4 separate regions of the Mus musculus genome follow, and regions 1, 2 and 4 are each linked to region 3. Evidence: chromatin contacts called from public HiChIP or PLAC-seq and promoter capture Hi-C data. All regions are on one chromosome and are shown on one strand. The core of a region is the stretch at or near the end of the contact, and the rest is flanking DNA. Distances in the headings are between cores, read along the strand shown.

Region 1 (2,700 bases), core at 24-2,523, 2.6 Mb after region 3:
ACATGCCTGACGGCTCTTCGGGGAACACCGGCAGACACGGCTCCAGCTGGGAGTTTACCGAGCACAGCTGCTGATGCACGGCTCGCAGATCCTGGAAGGAGAAAAGCCCGGCCCAGCTGCATTCTTCGGCCGGAGACTCCAGCTCCGCGGCAGACGGCGGCTGCTCCGAGTCCGGGAGCGGCTGTGGCGCCTCGTCCTCCCTCACCATTTCCAGGACCTCGATCTCCTCGGAGACCGCCCCGGAGGCACTCACCACCCGCACCGACGACACCGGGGGCACCGGGGGCGCCGGCGGGGCTGGCGTGGCACTGGCGGTCGCATCTCGGGATTCGGCGCTTCTGCGGAGCGGGCTGGCCTTAGCCCGCGCGGGGCTACGGAGAGGACTCTCCGGTCCTCTGCCCGCGGGACCCCGAGGAGGATCCCCCTTCAGGCTGCGCGCGCTGCGCGGAGAGCCGCCCTCGGCCCAGGCCTGGCTTTTCCGTGGCCCGGGACTCCGGAGCGCTGCTGTAGCAGAGGCAGCGGCCTCTGACCGACCCCTGGCCGCGGGGCTGCCCGGACCGCGACTCCCATCAGACGCGGGCGTCCCCGCCTGTTCCCGGGAACCGCTCCTCTGTCTCTGGGCCGTCCGGTTGTGACAGGTTATAGCAAACTTGCCTTCGATCTCGTTCCAGGCCACAATGAACACAAACTTGTGCTTCTCGCGCTCGTCGAATACGTGGGGCCGCACCGCCACCCAGTCGGACTCGAGTGTCTCCTCCAGCGCGAACGACATGGTAGCTCCGGTGCCCGGCGAGGGGGGTCGCCCGCCCGGCCGAGTCTCCGCGGTGGCCGCGCCCCCAGCTCACCCTTGCGGGGCGCCTGCAGCCATCTTAGCGCGCCGGCCGCTCACCCACCGGCTCCTTTGTGGTGCGGCTCTCAGAAGAGACAATACGCGGCCCGGAGCAGGTAGTTCACATGGTCACGTGCGGCCGGATCTGTTTACAAGCCGCTCGCTGCCGCAGCGCAGGGCCCTGGGCCGCCGGACCGGCCTGCGCGGAGCCGCGGGGCTGCGTGCTGAGGCGCGCGTCCGCCGCTCGCCCGCCGGGGCCTACCTCCCCGCCGCCCCTCTGCCCCCGGCCAACAGCGCCCAGCCAGCCAGAACCAGAACCAGAAAGCAGACTCCTAAAGCGCTAGTCTCAGCGTCGCCACAATGTTGCCATTCGGCTGTGACGTCTGCGGCTCCACGAGGGACGTAAACACGGGCACGTGCGGCACGCTGCTGACGCGGCGGCGGCAGCAGCGGCAACGGGAGCGGCGGCGCGCGTCCCGCCCGCCCGGCGGCGCCCCGCCCCCCTCCGCGTCCCTCCAGCCGCGCCTGCGCGCCGCCGCGTTCCTGGCCCCAGCCCTGCCCCCTTTTTCCCGGCCCGGAGTCTGTGGCTGCGGGATGACGCTTTTCTGCAAGATGAGAGACTGGTGTGCCCGGCCGCACAGGTTGCTTTGAACCCCCGGCAAGAGGAGCAAAGGCAGAGGGACTCTGAGACTTTGTTCAAGGACCTTGATGTAGCCCTCCTTCACCCTAAGTGAATCTGGATCGCCAACTGTGTTCAGACGCGTCCTAAACAGTCCGGGAACTCTGCCTTGCTTTACAAGGCTAAGCCAAAGGGTTCCATTCTCCCCTGACATCCTTCAGACACAATTTAAGTTAGACATGTATGCAAAACAACTCAGGAGAATACGAAAACAGTAGGAAAATTCAGTCACGTCCTAAAGAGCGTGAACATTTGTCTCAATTTATCCTTCTTTTATTGCTTCGGCTTTCCTCGTTGTGTACTGTTCTGAGAATCTCTTTGGGCAGTCACTGCACTAAAGTTTTGACATTGTATTCAGTTATCAGAGTTCCCAGAAAGCACAAACAAAAAGTTTTTATCAGCCTGGCAAGGCAGTGCATAACTATAATCCCAACACTTGGTGAGTAGAGGCAACCAGATATGGTAATTCAAGGCCAGCAGGGGCTACAAAAGACCTTGTTTCAAAAACCAGCCAGAAAAATCCAATTATTCATACTAAATTGTGTTGAAACATTCCTAATATTGTCTAGTAGGTTTATAATCCACTTTATATTATTGGCGTCATCTTTCCTGTCAGTGTCTAAGGCATCAAGCAGGCACTAATGTATAATAGGAATTAGTTCTTTTACTTTAAGCCACATTTCTAAAACGTGTGAAAATCATCTGAGTCACCCTCACGTTGTCAGCTACACACAGTTTTGTATTGGCCTGACATCTAAATTGATAGTCAAAAGTTTTAGACCTATCTCTTGGCTGAACTTTTTTTTTTGTTTTGGTTTTGGTTTTTTGGAGACAGGGTTTCTCTGTGTAGCCCTGGCTGTCCTGGAACTCACTTTGTAGACCAGGCTGGCCTCGGACTAAGATATCTGCCTGTCTCTGCCTCCCAAGTGCTGGGATTAAAGGCGTGTGCCACCACCGCCTTGCTGAACATTTTAAACTTTAAACATCTGCTTTGAAACCCATGCCTACTCTTGGACCAAACACACACACACACACACACACAGCAAGATTCAGAAAAAGATAAAAATGACTTCAACCTTTTGGAATTCTTATAATGAGCTGCATATTTTCAAAGCTTGTACATATGTGTCAGCTCTTCCGTGCAAATCAAAAGCACCTTTGAAAACGCTGGGAGAGACCCAAGTATGGTGGC
Region 2 (2,700 bases), core at 131-2,630, 2.1 Mb before region 3:
GAGCTTTCACAGGACCAAGGGCTTCTCCTCGCATTGATACCTAACAAGGCCCTTCTCTGCCACATATATGGCTGGAGTCATGGGTCCCTCCATGTGTATTCTTTGGTTGATGGTTTAATCCCTGGGAGCTCTGGTTAGTTTTTTAAACATGTATTGTCACCCTCTCACTCAGCATGGGAAACATGTTTTATTGTGGTTGGTGTTTTGCCCATATTACACATTACTTCTCTCTCTTGCCCTCATTTGGTTTTATTTCTCAATTGGTTTGCATGTCCTCCCACCCTTGATATCACTCCAGACAGAGAGATGGTACAAGATGAGGTTCCAAGGACTTGAGGAAGAAATAAAGAAGTTTCATGGTTGTCTCCTTTCAGCATCTAATCCTGAGAGTGACAATTTTCTTCATTTCTTCAGTTTCTCTACGCATGTGTTTATATCCTCCTATCTCCCTTCCTAATGGTGACTCGGGGAGGGCAGAGAACCCTGTTTCATTTTGGTACTTGGTACCACAGGAATTGAATCTACAGTAAGCAATCATTCTAACTGAAAAACAGGGGAGAAAGTACAATTGTAAGCCAGAGGCTTTATTTTCAGTTCAATCACTTTCAGTGCAAAATAAGCCCATTTATTTTAGTTTTGGTGAAGAACAGCGAAATTTGATCCACCTGAGTGATGTGTCAAGAATCTGCTCTTTCCTCTGTTTTTCTATGACTTCCTTCATGTGAAACAGATGTCCTGCTTACATGCCTCCCACTTGCTTATGCCCTTTCTCCACTGAGAGCAGATGAGCCCACAACCTTTCTCTTCAGCCCTGAGCAAACTGATTTGCAGGCAGAACAACAGAGCAGCAGCCTGTCTTGCCTGTCTGGCTCCTGACTAAATCGTGACTCCTGAGAAACTGAGACTTCTTTTAGCAGTCTTGGGTCTCACCAAGCTTGAGGCTCCTAGAGCCACTTTGTGAAATCTCTTAACTTCCTTTCCTGGCAGTCCTGAAGTTCAGTGGACTCTTTTGTACACTTAACCATAAAACCAAACCTGGAACCAACACTTTCGGACATCTATCGTATTCCCTTAACCTTAGAGTTTGCATCTTAGGTGGAGAAGATGTGGAACTTAGCAGATAGTGGCAGGTATCAGTCAGGGTGTGGCTGCGGCTGCCTCCCTTTCTCTTCCAGCAGAAGGAGCCACCTTCCAAAGCTGGGGGAGAGAGAGAGAATGGGGGGGAGAGGAAGAGAGAGGGAAGGAGGGAGAGAGAGAGAGAGAGAGAGAGAGAGAGAGAGAGAGAGAGAGAGAGAGAGAGAGAGAGAGAGAGAGAGAGATTGGAGAAGGCAATAAGAAGAGGGAGGGTAGGGGGGCGGGCCGCCGGGGGCGCCCAAAGCCAGCTAGGCTCAGTCTCACACGCGCGCCGCCACTGTTTGTACACAGTGCGCTCCTGGCCTCAGGCTCGCTCCCCTCCAGCTCTCGCTTCATTGTTCTCCAAGTCAGAAGCCCCCGCAGCCGCCGCGGCAGCAGCGTGAGCCGTAGTCACTGCTGGCCGCTTCGCCTGCGGTGCGCGCACGGAAATCGGGGAGCCAGGAACCCAAGGAGCCCGCGCTCCGCCCGCTGTGCCTCTGCTAGGACCCACTCGCAGCCCCAGCCTCTCTCAAGCGCACCCACCTCCGCGCACCCCAGCTCAGGCGAAGCTGGAGTGAGGGGTGAATCACCCTTTCTCTAGGGCCACCACTCTTTTATCGCCCTTCCCAAGAATTTGAGGAAGCGCTGCGGGAGGAAAGACGTCCTCTTGAATCTCTGACAGGGCGGGGTTTACTGCTGTCCTGCAGGGCCGCCTCGCCTACTGTGCCCTCCGCTACGACCCCGGACCAGCCCAGGTCACGTCCGTGAGAAGGGATCATGAAGCACTTGGTAGCAGCCTGGCTTTTGGTTGGACTCAGCCTCGGGGTGCCCCAGTTCGGCAAAGGTGAGGTGGCTGGGCAGGGGTCCCTGGATGAGGGACGGGCGGGGAGCACCTTTGGAAATGCCGCTCAAGGGGCCACAGTGGGTCCTCAGTGCGTGCACGGCGTGAGGAGCGCTACGAAAGAGGCGATGCTCCCTGGATACCCTGCCAAAGTGCTAGCAAAGTCCGTGTGGAGTGCCCCAGGCTGAGCCTGGGAAGAGGGTGCGATCTAGAAAATAAGAAGATTGAGGGGGTGTGAAGGGGTTGTCTTCCTAGGCTTTTTTTTTGCTAGTGATTCCCTGCGCGACCCCTGACTAGCAAATATCAATGTTCTTGGCCGATGACAGCGGACAGGGTTGTGAGGTTGTGATAGAGACCTGACAGAGCTAAGTGTGCTGGGCCATCATCTAGTAGGTGCTAGAATAGCCTGGATAACCACCGGGCGGTAAGCTGGATGCAGTGCTCTGGTGCAGGGACAGGGGTGGGGGTGGGGGTGGGGGCTAAGGGGTCTGTCAACCTGGACCCGATATTGAGAGTTCATACTGCCAATGAGAAAGAGAGAGGTCTACTAAGTCGCTAGCTTTCTCCCCAACCCTCCTCTTGGGCGCGTGACTTCAATTACAACAGCTCAAACAACTCTCTTCTCCTCCAACCCCAGGGGGCTTGAGCATTATTTTGTACTCCCTCTGGGTAAGACCTTAACTCTTGGTAATAGATGGCTGTGATGTGCAAACCAACCTTCATGCGTCCCTGGCCCAGGAGCCAAA
Region 3 (2,700 bases), core at 192-2,691:
AGGTCCCGAGTTCAAATCCCAGCAACCACATGGTGGCTCACAACCACCCGTAATGAGATCTGATGCCCTCTTCTGGAGTGTTAGAAGACAGCTACAGTGTACTTATGTATAATAATAAATAAATCTTTGGGCCTGAGAGAGCAGGGACTGAGCAAATGGAGTTGACCCAAGCAAGCAGGGCCGACCGGGGAGCAGAGGTCCTAAAATTCAATTCCCAACAACCACATGAAGGCTCACATCCATCTGTAGAGCTACAGTGTACTTACATACATAAAATAAACAGATCTAAAAAAAAAAAAAAAAAAAAAAAAAGAATCCCCAGCTTAAATCTAAAGATTTAATATCAGAGGAGAGTTTCAGAAGGCTTTACTGCGGTAAAGTTCTGTTTGTTTGGTTTGTTTGGTTGTTTGGTTGTTTTTGAGACAGGGTTTCTCTGTGTAGCCCTGGCTGTCCTGGAACTCACTCTGTAGACCAGGCTGGCTTCAAACTCAGGAATTCACCTGCCTCTGCCTCTCAAGTGCTGGGATTAAAGGCATGCACCACCATGCCCAGCTGTAAAGTTCTGTAATGCCCAGGCTTTCAGAACCACTGTTGCTTTTTTTTTTTAATCTCTCAGTTCAATTGACAAGAGAACCACCTTTCACTTCTGGAAGGCTGTATCCTATGCTAAATATAGGCTCCCAGCTCAAATGTAACCTACAGGGATACCTTCTTAAAGTCCACCCCTTCACTAAAAAGCTTCATTTTTCTATAACATTTGTCAGTGTGTAAAGATATTTTTTTATATTTATAGGCTCTGTCCCTTTACCTAGAATATAAACTTAACGAGAAAAATCTTCGTTCTCTTAACTGCCAAATATCCAGTGCAAAGACATTAAAATTTTCATTTTTATGTGACTCAACATCCCAGAAAAACTACAGGAAAGATTCGGGTTGTAAAGGTACTAGAATTAAGCAAGGACGCACAACCAACAAATGTCAGCTCACTGTTTAAAGCTCAAGTCTGGCTAGAAACAACAACAACAAAAATAATCGATTTTTCATCACTGAATCATTGCCTCACTAAAATTTACAATTTACTGACGCTGGGAACCTCCTACTCCGTCCAGCCCCACCCCGCTCCGCCCTTTCCGAATTAGCACCGCCCAGCCCTGGGCCTGAGGTGTGGGGGGGTGGGGGGGTGGGTTGAGGGAGTTGCAGAGGACGCCTGCGCAGTGAGCAGTTAGCGCAAAGATTTCTGGGATTGGTAGTCCGTATTCCTCTAGCCTTGTCATTTGCCTGAAAAGGAAATAACAGCGTAAATGAAATTGCTTTGGATTTGATACATATTAAACAAAACTCTGTGTCTCACAAAAGTGGAGGCACTGAATCGTTTCCTCCACCCACACACTCCCCGGTACAGGCGCCGCTTGGACAGCCGCACGGGGCCTTCGGCTGGGCGGGGCTTCCCGCAATGCCTTGTGGGTCCTTCCTGCACCTCCTCTCTCTTTCTCTTGGGCCCGTGGCGCCGGCAAGATGGGTGAGCTGTGCGGGGCTGGGCTGAGGGGCCGCCGCAGGGCTCTAGAGCTCGGGATACGGCCTATCGTGGGGAGATAGAGCGGAGAGTAGGGCTGTAACCGGGCGGAGGTCGGGAGAAGGGGCGCCGTCCCGCGGGCACGTGGCCATACGGAAGAGTTCCTGCGGCCTTCGGGCGGCCTTGCCGGGACCCATTACCCTGGAAATTTAAGTAAGCGTAAAGGCCCCAGCCTGGGTTTGTGTGCAGCTCCGAGTTAGGGGATTTCGAGGGTAATTGGCCCACGTGCTAAGAGGAGCCACAGGTCTCTGGCGCAAACGTCCCTTCTGCTGAAGCTCGTGTGCGGAAGCGCGGGCTCGGTTTGCGGAGCATTCAGTGATGTGTGTTTTTTAGGCAAGTGTCGTGGTCTCCGAACTGCCCGGAAGCTCCGCAGTCACCGACGGGACCAGAAGTGGCATGACAAACAGTACAAGAAAGCCCACTTGGGCACAGCCCTGAAGGCCAATCCGTTTGGGGGTGCCTCTCATGCAAAGGGAATTGTGCTGGAAAAAGTGTAAGTCAAAAGCTGCGCGCTAGAAGCGATGGTTTACCGTAGTTGAGAACGAAGTAGTTCTTCAAAAGTCGCAAAAGATCCTGAGCCTGCGTTGGTTGGGGTTTTTATAAGGAAAAAATGGGAAATGTGCTTGTTTATGTTCGGCCAGGGATGAGATTACTAAAGTTTTTAATTTCGGCTGTAGTCTGGAAGGAATGGAAGAAGTAAAAGTAATATAGTACATACTAAAGCATACATTGAACAGTTGGGGGGGGGGCTATACCTTAAGCAGCTGGTACATTCTTAGTATCTTTTTGGAGTTGAGAAAATTCCTTTTCTGGCATGTTTCTGGTGCATTGGCTTTTTAGAGTGATGATTTTTTTTTTTTGTGTGTGGCGTTCACAAATTTCGCAACAAGAGTTTGAATCCTCATTTTTACCACTCCAGTGGCGCTAAAGTTCGATTTTGCCTGTAAAAACTTCATTAAAATAGTGGCATCTGCAGGATTTGAGACTGGATTGACTAGGAGCTGCTTCTACTTTTATTCTTAATCGAATTTTAAAAACCTTACTGACTTCACATGTGCCATTGATATTGCAGAGGGGTTGAGGCCAAACAGCCAAATTCTGCCATCAGGAAGTGCGTCAGGGTGCAG
Region 4 (2,700 bases), core at 107-2,606, 2.3 Mb after region 3:
GAAGTTATAGACTACTCAAGTTTACATAACTGTCTCTTCACCAAGATTCCTGAGAAAGTAGCAATTTCCTACAAGAACTGCATGGCTTAATCAAGTTATGTGTGCACTCTAAGTGTCTTGGATCAGTTCTTTGTTCTACAACACAAGTGTAACTCCCAGATCCTGCTCAGCATGCACTGTCAAAACCACCTTCAGGCTCTGAACAGAGCATTCTTTTTATTAAAAATTAAATTCCATCTAAGAGTTTCACAGAGTCTGTGTATTTCTCGAACACATACAATTGGGGCAATTCACACCAACCAGTGTTTCTATTACAGGTTACTAATCAGTACAGATTAACCGTGTTAATAGCTGTTAACACAGCAAAGCCCTATAGTACTAAACTATGTACTATGATGGTAGTGTGACTTCACAAAAACCATACGCTAAACACGTTAAATTTCCAATCCTGTTTGACCTGCACAATTTTTCCTCTTCCTCTTATCAACAAACTAATTACTTTAAACAACGCTCAAATAGGGCAAAACAAGAAACTTAAATCACAGATACCAGGAAACACATTGCCCCTTGTGTTCTTAAGCAGTTAAAGAAAGGAGAGCCCAACCACAAATATGACTAGGAAAAGTGAATTCGACCATCAGCCAGTCCTGACCTGACTGAGATGACTCCATGCTGTTTAATTGTCTCAGAGATAAATGCCTTCCACAAGAGTTCGTTAATTTAGACATTTACCTTGGGTCTCCACTGCCTTTTGGAACTCCAAGAGGGAGTATCAAGACAGTCTTACTCTTTCGGTCTAGGGAGTGAGGAGAGGGCGGGAGGCGACATGAGAACTAGCGAGAAGACAGATCAGAGAAAGGCCAACATTCTTCCCAAAGTCCGGCGGCCTGGGAACGCCCCTAATCCAGGGAGCTCCGGGGGAGCGCCAGGCTCTCCCGCGCAAAACACAGCGCCAGTCTCAGCCAAGTTTCACGCGCCCGGCCGGGGACCGGGGCCTGCACTCGTGCATCCCCACCGAAGCCCTGAAACTCACCGGCGTCCACGCCGAAGGGCCGAGCGGGGCCCAGCGGCACTGCCCGCCAACACGCTCCCAGGCCGGAGCTGCCGCCCGAGCAGGCAGAGGTAGGAGCAGCCAGCGGCCCGGCGCAGCGAGGCCCAGCTCGGGCGGGCAGGGCGGCGGAGAGTCACGAGCCTAAGGCCAGGCCCGCGCGGCCGTGGAAGGCTGGGGGTGGCGACAACAAAAAGAAAGGGGGGTGGGGGAGGAAAAAAAAAAAAAGGCGGAAGACTAAAAAGTCGCCGAAAAGGCGGCGTAGACAACCCTGTCACAGGACCCGGAAGATCAACGTGACCCCGGAAAGGAATCATCAGCGGGAGCGAAAGGTCAGACTTCCGGCAGCCGACACTGGAGAGCGCGTTTGCTGAGCTGCGCAGGCGCACAGCCCCACCCTGGTCCAGCCAGGGAGTCTGCGGCGGCTGCTGAGATGGTGGCGAGGGAAGGTACAGCCCGGCCCTTCCGCAGGGCAGTAGGCCACCCCGCTCCGCTGGCGCCGCCTCCTAAGTTACGTGCCGCTGGCCATTTCCAGGAGGCCTGTTCTGTCCATGGAGGGCCTTCCAGGAGATATCCAAAACCAACCTTCCCATTGCTGGAAAGATCAGTATGAAATCGTGGGTGATGTTCTCCTCAACAACAAACAAACAAAAACAGTTTCTTGGAGACAAAATCATGCCTCTAAGGCCCCCAAAACCACCCACACATTACCCTGCCCTAGCTCGCACTCACTTGTCTAACAAATACCCACCATTGTTTCTCATTGAGAGAACTTTAGTATCTGGTGAAACTGTCTAAACTGCTTGATTTATTGATGAATATCTGTAAACAATAGCCCTGTTTTGTCCCCGTAGAATCTGACCGTTCCCAATCCCGAAAGTAATGATTTGTTTACTGCTTTTTGGTTTTCTTGTTATTTATTCTGGGTTTTTTTCCCCCATTGTTTTTAGTTTGGTTGTTTTTTTGTTTTTGTTTTGTTTTTGTTTTGTCGGGACAGGGTTTCTCTGTATAGCCCTGGCTGTCCTGGAACTCACTTTGTAGACCAGGCTGGCCTCGAACTCAATAGTTATTCAATTTTTAATTTTTCTACCTTAATTCACAAACTGAGGTCATTTCTGTGATAATACTTAGAGTCGTTTGATAACTTACTATATGAATAATAACTTAACTGAATCCCACTTATTTCGATAAAGAGTTTTCGTTTCACTTGACTTGCAAAGTCTTTATAAATTATATTTGAATCATTTAAATAATTTTTTAAAAAACTTGTCACGTGCTTCCGAGTATCATCTGATGTGGTAAATGTTAATTGTGCTTTGGTAATAAAGTATGTTCAGTTATTGTGTAGAGTATTTTATAAATGTCAGTTAAGTTGATCTTCAACATGGCTCTGGTTTCCTGTCTTGCTTGTCTTTTCGGGCATAAAAAGGGCATATAAGAAGGCTAGGGCCAAGACAGGTGTGGTGGTGCACGCCTTTAATCCCAGCACTTGGGAGGCAGAGGCAGGCGGATTTCTGAGTTCAAGGCCAGCCTGGGCTACAGAGTGAGTTCCAGGACAGCCAGGGCTACACAGAGAAACCTTATCTCGAAAAACCTAAAACAAACAAACAAAAATGTCAGCCTATCATGTATGAGTCTCTGGGTTCAATACC

Evidence for each region. Promoter capture Hi-C pulls out the DNA fragments that hold promoters and counts their contacts. HiChIP or PLAC-seq counts read pairs in DNA pulled down with a chosen protein or histone mark.
Region 1: an H3K27ac HiChIP or PLAC-seq map of thymic regulatory T cells shows a contact between it and region 3, with 7 times the contacts expected there. The contact joins the promoter of Jmy here to the promoter of Rps23 in region 3. A contact is called at or near these places in 1 of 39 promoter capture datasets (pre-B cells) and 1 of 115 datasets of contacts at active chromatin or transcription factors (thymic regulatory T cells).
Region 2: a contact with region 3 is called in a promoter capture Hi-C map of hippocampal neurons, with 5 times the contacts expected there. The contact joins the promoter of Edil3 here to the promoter of Rps23 in region 3. A contact is called at or near these places in 4 of 39 promoter capture datasets (the C10 cell line, embryonic stem cells, hippocampal neurons and 1 more) and 1 of 115 datasets of contacts at active chromatin or transcription factors (bone marrow-derived dendritic cells).
Region 4: a promoter capture Hi-C map of embryonic stem cells shows a contact between it and region 3, with 5 times the contacts expected there. The contact joins the promoter of Tent2 here to the promoter of Rps23 in region 3. A contact is called at or near these places in 2 of 39 promoter capture datasets (embryonic stem cells and pre-B cells).

What each region holds. Positions count from the first base shown.
Region 1 is chr13:93,498,535-93,501,234 of GRCm38.p6, forward strand. Jmy (junction-mediating and regulatory protein) reads right to left here and starts at 1,274. Exons shown (of 11, transcript NM_021310.3): 1 at 1-1,274. The coding sequence starts at 772.
Region 2 is chr13:88,820,092-88,822,791 of GRCm38.p6, forward strand. Edil3 (EGF-like repeats and discoidin I-like domains 3) reads left to right here and starts at 1,381. Exons shown (of 11, transcript NM_001037987.3): 1 at 1,381-1,957. The coding sequence starts at 1,891.
Region 3 is chr13:90,921,681-90,924,380 of GRCm38.p6, forward strand. Rps23 (ribosomal protein S23) reads left to right here and starts at 1,442. Exons shown (of 4, transcript NM_024175.3): 1 at 1,442-1,519; 2 at 1,907-2,066; 3 at 2,646-2,700. The coding sequence starts at 1,516.
Region 4 is chr13:93,191,061-93,193,760 of GRCm38.p6, forward strand. Tent2 (terminal nucleotidyltransferase 2) reads right to left here and starts at 1,357. Exons shown (of 15, transcript NM_133905.3): 1 at 1,034-1,357.